Regions from separate parts of the Mus musculus genome. Here region 2 is linked to region 1. Evidence: chromatin contacts called from public Micro-C data. All regions are on one chromosome and are shown on one strand. The core of a region is the stretch at or near the end of the contact, and the rest is flanking DNA. Distances in the headings are between cores, read along the strand shown. Region 1 holds the start of Tex19.2 (testis expressed gene 19.2). Region 2 overlaps Ccdc57 (coiled-coil domain containing 57).

Evidence for each region. Hi-C and Micro-C count contacts between places; a contact is called where the count stands out from the background.
Region 2: a Micro-C map of the G1E-ER4 cell line shows a contact between it and region 1. The contact joins the enhancer-like site here to the promoter of Tex19.2 in region 1. A contact is called at or near these places in 1 of 39 promoter capture datasets (liver), 1 of 15 datasets of contacts at CTCF or cohesin (embryonic stem cells), 18 of 484 Hi-C or Micro-C datasets (the AtT-20 cell line, the G1E-ER4 cell line, bone marrow-derived macrophages and 5 more), 2 of 115 datasets of contacts at active chromatin or transcription factors (embryonic stem cells and pancreatic cancer cells) and 3 of 9 other capture datasets (adipose tissue, embryonic stem cells and liver).

Annotation. Positions count from the first base shown.
Region 1 is chr11:121,114,976-121,121,061 of GRCm38.p6, reverse strand. Tex19.2 (testis expressed gene 19.2) reads left to right here and starts at 2,385. Exons shown (of 3, transcript NM_027622.3): 1 at 2,385-2,874; 2 at 3,162-3,235; 3 at 3,366-4,847. The coding sequence starts at 3,442. The coding sequence ends at 4,395.
Region 2 is chr11:120,901,375-120,907,051 of GRCm38.p6, reverse strand. It overlaps Ccdc57 (coiled-coil domain containing 57), which reads left to right. Exons shown (of 19, transcript NM_027745.1): 4 at 2,967-3,068; 5 at 3,372-3,529; 6 at 3,662-3,736; 7 at 4,977-5,177. Among named protein-coding and RNA genes, the nearest start is that of A430102A20Rik, 29 kb to the left of the region's middle. Within about 2 kb of position 4,406, at least 65 of the 459 cell types and tissues checked have an H3K27ac peak or open chromatin away from gene starts, as enhancers often do. A contact at or near this core is called in the G1E-ER4 cell line, adipose tissue, liver and 1 more, where this site is marked.

The DNA.
Region 1 (6,086 bases), core at 1,136-3,635:
AGCACTTGGGAGGCAGAGGCAGGAGGATCTCTGAGGTGGAAGCTAGCCTGGTCTACAGAGTGAGTTCCAAGACAGCCAGGGCTACACAGAGAAACCATGTCTCCCCCCCCCCCCCCACACACACACAAGTAACAATAAAAATAAAATAAACATCAGTGTGGAGGCAGAGGCAGGAGGATCACTGTGAGTTCGAGGCCAGCCTGGCTTTACATAGAGAATTCCAGGCTAGCCAAGGATACATAGAGAGAATGTGTCTTGGAAAGGATTTTGTTTTGTGTAATGTTTCCAGAACTACACTGATCCTTCTACAAGGCCCATTAACTCCCTGGAGTTTAGAATGTCAGCAGTTAGCACCTGAGACATACAGCTGGGATTTCCCCACTTTGGACCATGGAATACTGGGTATATATGTTTTAGGGCCATAGACACTCTTATATAGCCTCCGAATAAACTTATCTCCTGTCTCTTTTTTTCTCCCCCTCCAGCTCACTCCGGCCCCGCTTGCTCCAGCCTATTTATTTTATTATATATAAGTATACTGTTTCTGTCTTCAGACGCCCCAGAAGAGAGCATCAGATCTCATTTCAGATGGTTGTGAGCCACCATGGGATTTGAACTCATGACCTCTGGAGGAGCAGTCAGTGCTCTTAACTGATAAGCCATCTTTCCAGCCCCTCTTGCTTCTTTTGAGAGCTGTGTTTTTTACACTAACAGTTTAGTGCCCAATGTGAAGCTCCAAAGACAATTCTTTTGTATTTTTAAAATTTTATTTATTTTATTATTATTTATGTGCATTAGTGTTTTGCCTGCTTATTTGTCTATGTGTGTGTGTCTATGTGAGGGTGTCAGATCCTGAAGCTAAGGTTAGCTGTGAGCTGCCATGTGGTTGCTGGGACTTGAACCCAGGTCCCTTGGAAAAACAGTGCTCTTAACCACTGAACCATCTCTCAAATCCTGTCTTAGTCAGGGTTTCTATTACTGGACAAAACATCATGACCAAGAAGCAAGTTGGGGAGGAAAGGGTTTATTCGGCTTACACTTCCATACTGAATGCTGTTCATCACCAAGGAAGTCAGGACTGGAACTCAAGCAGGTCAGGAAGCAGGAGCTGATGCAGAGGCCATGGAGGAATATTCTTTACTGGCTTGCTTCCCCTGGCTTGCTCAGCCTGCTTTCTTATAGAACCCAAGACTACCAGCCCAGGGATGGTCCCACCCACAAGGGGCCTTTCCCCCTTGATCACTAATTGAGAAAATGCCTTACAGCTAGATCTCATGGAGGCATTTCCTCAACTGAAGCTCCTTTCTCTGTGATAACTCCAGCTGTGTCAAGTTGACACACAAAGCCAGCCAGTACAAATCCCAATAATTCTTTTTTTTTAAGTTTTATTTTTATTTGTATTTGTGTGTGTGGGGGGGGGTATGAGTGTGCCATGTGTGTATAGGTGAAGTAGCTAGAAGAGGATATCCGACCCCCTGGGGCTAGAACTTAAGCCTGTTGTGAGCCACTTCTCCAGTACAAGACATTTTTGAATAAGAATGGCCACCATAGGCTCATATATTTGATTGCTTAGTCATGGGACGTACATTTCTAACTGTGATCTGGCAATATTTATTTGTTTGTTTATTTTTGTTTTTTTAAGACAGTGCTGTGTGGCACTGGCTGTCTTGGAACTCACGCTCTAGTATCTTTTTAAAAAGATTCCTCAGGAACCCTGCTCCCTTTCAGACAAAAAAAAAGAGGTTGAAGCGAGAGGGTAGCCCAGCGTGATGCAACTCTTCACTCAAGCTTGGATTCTTTCAGTCTCCGACTGTGATAGATCAGTTTTTCGCGCGAATGGCCATTTACTTCTCATTGTTTTGGGCACAACTGCCATTTTCCAGGACTTGCAAGCTCATGTGGCTTCAGACTCCACTTGGTCCTGAAGGAAGAGCTTTTGGAAAACTGTGCCAGCTCTCACACACTACAACTAGCTCACAACGTGGCTTTTGTGCTTCTCTGGGTGTATTCAAAGGAGACAAAAGCTTAAGTTTAGAAGACCAATGCAAAACTGGTAATAGCTTTTTAAAATACCAAATTACCAAACCCCAGAAAGCAACCAGATCTTCTACAAGAAGTGAGTGGATAAAGGGATTTATTCTTTTAATGGAGTATTACTGAAGTGAAACTGGCCCTGTGATGACAGAGGAACGTCACTACACCAGTGTCCACCCCTGTGGGGTGTCCAGAGTGGACTGCGGCAGATTTTAACAAATAAACCTCTGTGTGGTCAAGGTTGAGCTCCAGAGGCTGCTGGAAACCTTGTATCTTATGCTTGGTTTTTCCTCTGAGTCCCAGACTCCTCTAAGGATAAACTCTACAAAGAATTTCTTTAAAGAGTCTGAGAACAAAAAGACCCAGAGAGGGGCAACTGTGCTTAGCCTGCAGTTGAGAACTGAGCGAGCAGTTTCCCAAGTGTTAAAGAACTTTTTACTAAAGAGACAGGGAAGAAGGAATCGACTTTTCCAAACAAGATGTGCTGCGGGCCCAGCTCTGAACCCAGGCCTTCGAGTCCCTCGAAGGCACAGGGATGGGGACATCGGGCACCGCTAGAGCACACAGGAAGCACACAGGGTGCTCAGGTGTCCGCAGGGGAGCAGCGCATGCGCGCTGTAGGGGGCGCCAGGCCTCATGTGCACCTTGGGGGCCAGAGTGACTCAGCGCCTTCGCTTCCTGCTGCTTTGGGGCCTCATGGGAGATATGTAAATGAGCTGGAGCATCATGGCCGTTGACCCTTTATAAGGCCTTGTTGGTCCTCGCTCGGTGTTCAGTGCTCAGTGAGGAGAGCCTGGCTTTGGAGTCCCTTAGCTGGCACCTGGGCGCTCAGTCAGGGAGGTAAGGATGGAAAGGGACTGGGCCGAGGGCTGGGCCGGGTGAGCACGGTGGGCAGAGAGGAGATACTCCTGACGTAGGCTTCCCGGCCTCTTTGGTTGGTAGCCGGGTGCAAGTGTGAGGTCGGGGCCTTGAGCCCTGAGGACAACTCTGATGTCACCCCAGCCTGTCCAGAGTGAGCAGGGAGCCCCGGGGGCCAGAGCTCCAACACCCTCTCCTCAAGGGGGGCCCTGCAGCAGCCCGGGGGCTGGGGTGGGGGGAGGCAAACCTCATTTCCTCTGCCTTTCAAGCTCTCCAGACATTGGAGCAAGTGTGAAGCTGAAGAAGTTTCTGGAAGCTCAAGCCTGTCTACTTCTCCAGAGAGGTATTCATTTAATTCTCACCCAGTTCTCGTACCACTGCCCCGTATCCTGCAGCCCCAAAGCCCCTAGACCTCCTACTGTGCCCTGTTTTCTCCCGTTTCTCTCATTCTCACCTTTTCCACCTATTTCTAGCCTCTATGGTCCTACTGAGACCATCGAGCAAGTCTTCCTCTGTGTGTCCGCTTAGCTGCAGACAGACTTCTTGACCATGTGTCCCCCAGTCAGCGTTCGCCATGGGGCCAAGGGCATGTCCTGCCTCTATGGGGCGTGGCTGTACCATCTTGTCCATGGGGAACAGATGAAGATCTGCTTTGCTTGCTTCAAGGCAGCTTTCCTCGTCGTTAAGAACATGCTGGAGATGGGAGACTGGGAAGAAGGAGTGTGGGATGCTGAGCCCATGGAACTCTCAGAGGCATCGTCTGAGCCCGAGGAATGGCCCGGGCTTAGTGGGGGAGAGGGCCAAGGTCATCTGCCACATGGCATCTCTGTCTCTGCAGGCTCTGGGGCTCAGGGACCCCAGCCTGTGCCCACTGAGCTGGGGCCTCAGGAAGCTGTACCCCTGGATCTGGGTCCTGAGGATGCTGAGTGGACCCAGGCCCTTCCCTGGAGATTTGATGGGCTTTCACCCTGCTCCCACTGGCTCATCCCTCCTTTGTCCTGGTGGGAGATTTTCAATGTAAGCCCATCTCCTGGGCAACCTGTATTGTTGGAGTTGAGCCCCACCTGGCCCATGGACCCGTTGGAAGCAGAAGCATGGTTGGTAGGCCTGAAGTTCGTTTTCCTTCTGGGTGGCTTTGACGCCATTTGCTACATGCTGTCAATGACTCCCTGTTGGGCCGTGAGAACCCGTGTCCAGCGCTGGCAGGTGTTGCTGGACCCTGGTGACGTGAGAGTGGCCCAGCTGCAGAATGCACCTGAACAGCAAGACCTGCACCGCTGGAAGCTAAGCGTCCTGGAGTCCTCAGAGCTGGGGATGGAGCTGGTGCCTGCTGACTGCAGCCTACAAAAGGGAGGCTTCAAGGTGCATTCGTATTTGCCCTGGCACAATAGCACCCCAGAGTCCTGGAGCAGGGAGCCAGGGGAGAGGCTCCTTGTGGTAGAAGTTGTATCTCTGAGGGAGTTGCCCTGCTTCCGTTCCCCCTCCCCTGATCCACACAATTGAGGGACTGGTGCTTGTACCACCCCCAGGTCCCCCTCCCCCCGGGACTGAAGAGCCAGAGGTTGCCTCTCAGCCACAGGTCCTGAAGGATGTCCATCATATTAAGGGGAGGTTGTGGATCAGCCTGGGGTTGGGGCCTCAGGGAAGCTGGGTTCATCGTCCCTAGTTGACAGTTCAGTGTTCGGAAGGTTAGACTCAGCTTCATGTGCAGGGCAAAGACTTGTGTATCAAGTCTTATGGGGGATGGGTCACTGGTCCTTCCCCAGTTCTGCCCTAGTTGTAGGTGGCGACACTAGAAGTATGACACCAAGTCACGTTGGTTGACCCCGTGTTCTGCACTTGGCTTTTTCTGAGGGGCTGTGAGTCCTGGATTCAGAGTTGACTGCTTTGTGCTACTTGCTCAGTTCGTGCCCTGTGCATGCTTCTGTGTTAATAAAGTTACTGTTTTCATAGAAGTCTTTTGCAGTCTCCTCATTGGGTCCCCATGGGTCGTTGGCCTCCTCTCCTGGGTGAGTAACTAACCCACTGGCTGAAGATCCCACAGAGCTGGCAAGGGGACATTGGGTTCTCATCTGTTTGCTGGGTCACATGGTAAGTTTTTCTCAAGTGTATCAGCCACATCTTCATAACTGGAATGTACAGGACTAAAATAGAGGTAGTTTTTCCATATATTGATGAATAGTGTCTTATCTCATAGATTGACAGGAGATCACACAGGCTTGTAATCCCAGAAGTAGCATTAGAAGCTTGGTCACCTTCATCTACATACTGAGTTTGAAACCAGTCAGGGCTAGTGATAGCCCTCTCAAAAAGACAAAACAAAAAAAGTGGTTTTTTTTTTTGTTTGTTTGTTTTCGTTTTTCCTAATAATGAGAGTCATCCACTGCCTGACCCGTGCTGGGCCAGGGCTTCTGAAGCATATACCTTGTGCTTTCTTTTTTTTTCTCATTTTTTAAAAACCTTATGTTTGTTGGGGTTTTTTTGTTTTTTTCTTTCTTTTTAAATTTATTTTAAAAATTTATTTATTATATATGTAAGTACACTGTAGCTGTTTTCAGACATACCAGTAGAGGGCATCTTCTCTCATTACAGATGGTTGTGAGCCACTGTACTGGCTAGTTTTGTGTCAGCTTGACACAGCTGGAGTTATCACAGAGAAAGGAGCTTCAGTTGAGGAAATGCCTTCATGAGATCCAACTGTAAGGCATTTTCTCAACTAGTGATCAAGGGGGAAAGGCCCCTTGTGAGTGGAACCATCTCTGGCCTGGTAGTCTTGGGTTCTATAAGAAAGCAGGCTGAGCAAGCCAGGGGAAGCAAGCCAGTAAAGAATATCCCTCCATGGCCTCTGCATCAGCTCCTGCTTCCTGACCTGCTTGCATTCCAGTCCTGACTTCCTTGGTGATGAACAGCATTCGGTATGGAAGTGTAAGCTGAATAAACCCTTTCCTCCCCAACTTGCTTCTTGGTCATGATGTTTGTGCAGGAATAAAAACCCTGACTAAGACAGCCACCATGTGGCAATTTGAACTCAAGACCTCTGGAAGAGTAGTCAGTGCTCTTAACCACTGTGCCATCTCTCCATTGTGAAGCCCAAGCTAGTCTAACATTTAGCCATCTTTCTGCCTCAGCTTCTCAATTGCTTGGGTCATATGCACAGGCCACAATGTTAGTTGTCCTGGAGCTGAGTACATGAA
Region 2 (5,677 bases), core at 3,157-5,656, 220 kb after region 1:
TACCAGATGTGGTGGTTCAAAGTAGCAAGAAATCTTAATAAATACTTGGGAGGCTGAGGCAGGGGAATCACTGTGAGTTTAAGGCCAACTTGGCCTACAAAATGAGAACCTGTCTAAAAAGTTAGCAGCAACACAACCACCAAAAACAACTCAGCAACTGTTGTGTCTAAGAAATGACACTCTCGCAGTGGTACCAAAGTCACCAAGGGAGCTTCAAGAGAGTCTCTAGCTGGGAAAGGCGGCTGAGTGATTAGTTTGTGCAGACTCAGTGGAGCACACTCAGGTGTCCCTAGCCCTATCTCTGGAAGCACCAAGCCTTACATGCTACTGTGCCAGCTCTGCCGCAGGAGGCTAGGGAAAGGTCTGCCCCTGGTGGGTTGGAATAGCCAGCCTGAGGCAGCCTTCTGCAGCCCGGGGCAGTCTGCCTATAGCAGCCTGATCTGGCCTGGAACAGTCTTGGCCTTCTGGGTAGTTGTGAGCAGAGAGTTGTGTTAACACAGAATCTTAAAGACCAACAACTCTTTTGCTCAATTGCTCTTTTCTGTTGTTGGGCCAGAATCTCACATGTTGGTCACCCTTGTAAATAGAACCAATTCAATGAAATAATGATTTTTCTCTTATAAGTTGAGGCAAGTTTATAACTAGTAACTGACTGGTCAGTTATCACGTACTGTGAACCAGAGAAAATCCTTTTTCTTATTGGATAGTCACAGGCTCACAAGACATTGGAGGAAATTTACCCACTCATTTCAGAAATGTTTCTGAATGCATGCTGCATGCTGGTAGCTCTTCAGGCTTGGGATTGCGCACGGATCCCTGTCATTCCTGTCATACCTGTCATGCCTGTCAGTCATACCTGCCATGCTTGCCCTTATAGAGGGAAGAACACCTTGAGACAGTTAACTGCCTATAGATGTGATGAGACGGGAGGGTCAGGAGTCAAGTACAGTGAGTGGGCAAGAGGAGCCACAGACGTTGGTGAGGGTGCAGAAGAGAGTTCAGGAGGAGGAAGACAAGAACCTGCCCATGTGCTCGGAGATACCTAGAAGATAGAGTTCAAGTTCAGAGGACGAATGTCCAAAGTGGAGCTCGGCCTTCAGAGCCTTTAAAGACTTTGGCACCATGGGAAACTGTTGAGTGTTTGTGTAGAGCAGTGACATACATGATTGCGGACTTACTGGGCCAGGCATGGGAGAAGTAGCCAGCAGGCTGATGGGGTAGTAGGCCCCTGCAGATATGAGCATGCCCAGAAGGGGAGCCAGTGGGGACATCTGACCCTGAGCTCTGATGGGCCTGATGGAAGAGGCAGGTGCCACAGAGGATGACTGCCAGTTGTTGAGACAAAGAATGTGTGCAAGGAGACAGAGTGACAGACTGTTGTGTGAGGTCCCATGGTTTATCCAGAGACACGGTCCCCAGAACATTGACAAGAGCACAGTGGAGACAGGTCATGGCTGCCTGTCACACTGTCCAGCAAGACCAGAAGGTGGCAGCACAGGCTTGACTTAGCATGGAACTCTGCTCTCTGGTGGCCACAACCTGCAGAACTTCCTCTGTGGATTTTGTTCAGAAAAAACTGTTTCAAATTCTGTGGATTTGTTGCTGTTTGGTTAGTTGGTTGCTTTGGTTTTGTCCTTTGAGACAGATTCCTAACATGTAGCCAAGGCTGCCCAGAACTTGAGGGGATCTTCTCTATCTTTGCCTCCCAGGTTCTCTGTTTACAGGTAGGTTCTACTAACTCACCATCCTTCTCTCCTCTCCCCTCCCCTCCTCTCCTCTCCCCTCCCTTCCCCTCTCCCCTCCCTTCTCCTCTCTTCTCCTTTCCTTTCCTTTTTCCCTCCCTCCCTCCCTCCCTCCCTCCCTCCCTCCCTTCCTTCCTTTCTTTCTTCTTTCCTTCCTTTTGTCTTTCATTTGTCCCTATGCTTGGAATAGAACCCAAGGCACCACACATAACAGGCAAGCATTCAGCCATGATTTTATAATTATAGTAATGATTTTAATATTCTAATTCCAATAAGGGTCACTCACGTGACTATATATTTCACATTTACCTTTCAAGGGATTGAAAAAGTGAAATATAACTTCTAGTTGTGCTTTCTGCAGTTTCCTGAGCCAGAAAGTGAGACCTGTTGCTGCAGAACTCACACAGTGCACCTGTCTACCAGGGCTGGATGGTGCTTCATGGGGTAAGGGTGGGGACAACTCCCTCAGAGCTGCATCTGTCCTCCCTCAGTCTGTCCTTCAGGGCTGGAGTCTGGTGGAGGGCAGGGCAGGGCAGGGCCCAGGACTAGGGCTGGCATATGTGCCTGAGCACTCAGTCCTTCCAGGGGCTCTGGCTCTGTGCTGATCAAAAATGAGATTAAGTACCTGGCCCCAGAAATATAGAAATTAGGTTTTTTGGCTTGCTAGTAACTGGAGGATCCAAACTCTCGTATCAACCGAGGACCCCGTGGCAGACCTCATCATGTCAGAAATGAGAAGGAAGTTTGCAGAAGGGAATATATGCTAGCCTGACAGCAATGGCTGCAACCTGGGTGCTCACCGAACTGCAAGAGTTACAGTCATCCCTCAGAGAGAGGCTTCTTAAAATGGTTTCATCTATGACCCCATTTTACCTGAGAATTTTTGTTGTTCTGTCGTTGGTTGGTTGGTTGGTTTTGTTTGTTTTTCGAGACAGGGTTTCTCTGTGTAGCCTTGGCTGTCCTAGAACTCACTCTGTAGACCAGGCTGGCCTCAAACTCAGAAATCCGCTTGCCTCTGCCTCCTGAGTGCTGGGATTAAAAGCGTGTATAGATGTACAGATATTGAAGAGTGGTGGTAGGGAAATAGAGGTAAGCAGTTTATCTGTAGAACAGAAAACTTTGTTTGTAGTATAAAACCGTGATTCACACTGTGTGTCAGTCTCACACCTAAGCTGAGGCCTTGGCGGCAGCCACTCTCCTTCACTCCTGGCTCTTTTGTCCCAGGAGCTGCTGCTGGAGTTTGAATCTAAAATGCAGAGAAGAGAGCATGAGTTCCAGCTGAGGGCTGACGACATGAGCAACGTAGTCCTGACACATGAGCTCAAGGTAACTGGCTGGCCCTGGGCTTCGAATCACCATTGCAACTTTAATTACCCAGTGCTGCAGAATACCATGCTGTTCCTTTGTTAGTCAGTCAGTCAGTCAGTCAGTCTGTCTGTTTGTTTGTTTGTTTGTTGAGACAGGGTTTCTCTGTGTAGTCCCGTCTATCTTGGAACTCACTCTGTAGACCAGGCTGGCCTTGAACTTAGAGCTCCGCCTGCCTGTGCCTGCCGAGCGCTGGGACCACGCCAGGCTTCACACTGTTCCTTTTACCCATCTCCTCTCCTGGAACTTTTCAATCTTTCTCAGATAAAACTACTAAACAAAGAGCTGCAAGCTCTGAGAGACGCTGGAGCACGGGCAGCAGAGAGTCTGCAGAAGGCAGAAGCAGAACACGTGGAATTAGAGAGGAAGCTGCAGGAGCGTGCCCGGGAACTCCAGGATCTGGAGGCCGTGAAGGACGCTCGGTGCGTAGGTTCTGTTCTCCAGGCATTGTGGCCGTAAGGACTAGATCTGGTGGCGTTGCCTTCCTGGCATCTTTCCGTTCTACTCTTTGATCTCTTACGTAACTGCTCTTTACTGATACGGTTTCTGTTTAGGATAAAGGGCTTGGAGAAGAAGCTTTACTCGGCACAGCTGGCCAAGAAGAAAGCTGAGGAGACTTTCAGGAGGAAGTGCGTATTTCTGCCTGGGTGGTGCCACTGGAAAAGAGTCTAGATCTTGCTTACTGGAGACAAGAGCCCTGTGGCAGGTGGGCGGGCAGCCTGAGCTGGGACGCTGCTGTGGCTGGCACCATGCTCTCCTTCCTCAGAGAGGGTTAGGCATCCGGTGTCTCCAAGCTTAAACTTTTTAAGGACCAAGAGTCCAATTCAGGTCATTGATAAAACACAAACTAAGAATGTTGAAAACTCTGGATTTAGTCTCCAGTGTCTAAAACAGGCTTTTAAAAATATAACCTTAGTTAAATTTTAACTTTTATGGGTAAATGAGATGGCTTTGTGGATAAAGTCACTTGTCACCATAGCTGGTGACCTGAGTTCCATCCCTGGAACCCATGTGGTAAAAGGAGAGAACTGACTCCACACATATGCCTCCATACTAGGTAAATAAGTATTTAAAAATTAAGCGTTAACATTTAGACCTTGGCTGTCTTACTAGCTAGTGTATAAGTTTTAGACGATCGCCTCAAGCTTTGCCATGCTGATGTCCCCCTACTATTGCTGATGTAGACTCTGGATTCTGTCCCTCTGACTGCAGCAGGCTCTTCACGTTGCCAGGTCTGGGACACCCAGGAAGTGGTGGTGTGCTGCCTCAAGGCGGAGCTTCAGCCATGCAGTTAAAGCATTGCTCCTCCCCCCAGTACTGCAGGGTTCGGGAGGTGCTGGGACAGTAAGGAGTCGGTCAACGAGGAGTGGGGCGGGGATGCCAGCTGGAAGCTCAGTGTGGACTCAGCAAGACGCATTTACTCTCTCTTCTAAAGGGAACAGTAACTGTAGCTACCACACACCACACACTCAGGCTGCCCAGTTACACTTGGGAGGGGAAGAAATTTTCTCTTGTGTTTTCTCATGCCACTATTTGTGCAGTACGGACAAACTGATACACTAAGGGAGTGCTCAGGAGTCTGCCCATCTGAGAGGCAGGTGGCATCTGTTTTCCATGGCTGGTCAAGCGTAGGTTGTTAGGAGTGTTTTGTGAATCTGCTTTGGTATCTGTGTGAGCTTTGGGGGCCTCCGAGAGCCCGGCACCTAAGAAGATCTGCTTACATGGGAAGAGCTAGCGCGCCCACAAGTTACTCCTGCAGAGTCAGCCATCTTGTCAGGGACAGCTGTAGTGTAAGAAAAGGATGGCAAACACTTTGGAAGGTTCCAGGGCACTGAGTGAGCCACCGCGGGACCCTCCCCTGTGTTTCAGACATGAAGAGCTTGACCGTCAAGCCAGGGAGAAAGACACAGTGCTGGCGGCAGTGAAGCGCGCCCATGCAGAGGAGCTGCAGACGCTGGACGCCAAGGTGCTGGAGCTTCAGTTCCTCTGTGAAACCCTGGAGGGACAACTGCGCAGGGCTGAGTGCACAAGAGCAGAGGACGCCAAGGAGAAGAACGCCCTTACTGACAAGTGAGCTGCTGCCTCTGGCCGGCCCAGCCCAACAGCCTCGTGTGCCTGTGTCCAAGGCAGAGGCAGATGTGGGCCATTTTAGAATGGAATTTTGCAAGCAGTGGGTAGGGGCTTTCTGCCCACCCCCGACCCCCTGACCCCGCTGCCATTTCTAGTAATGTTTTCTTTTTAATTATATAGTTTTATATTTATGCTTACTTGTGATAAGTGTATTTAACAAAGTTAACCTATTGCCTTCACTTTTTGTTTTTCTGAGACAAAGCCTCATTTGTGCAAACCTGGCCCAGAACTTGTTCTATGACCTTGGATAGCCTCGGATTTATAATCCGTGTGCCTCCACCTCCCAAGTGTTGGGACTGCAAGCATGTGTCACTATAGCTCCCCCCCCCACCCCCCCGCCCCTGGACTTATTTTTCCTGCCTCAACTTCCTAAGTGCTGCTGGGGTTATAGGTATGTAGCACTGGCATCAGGATACGGCAAATGCAGTTTCATCTGTCCG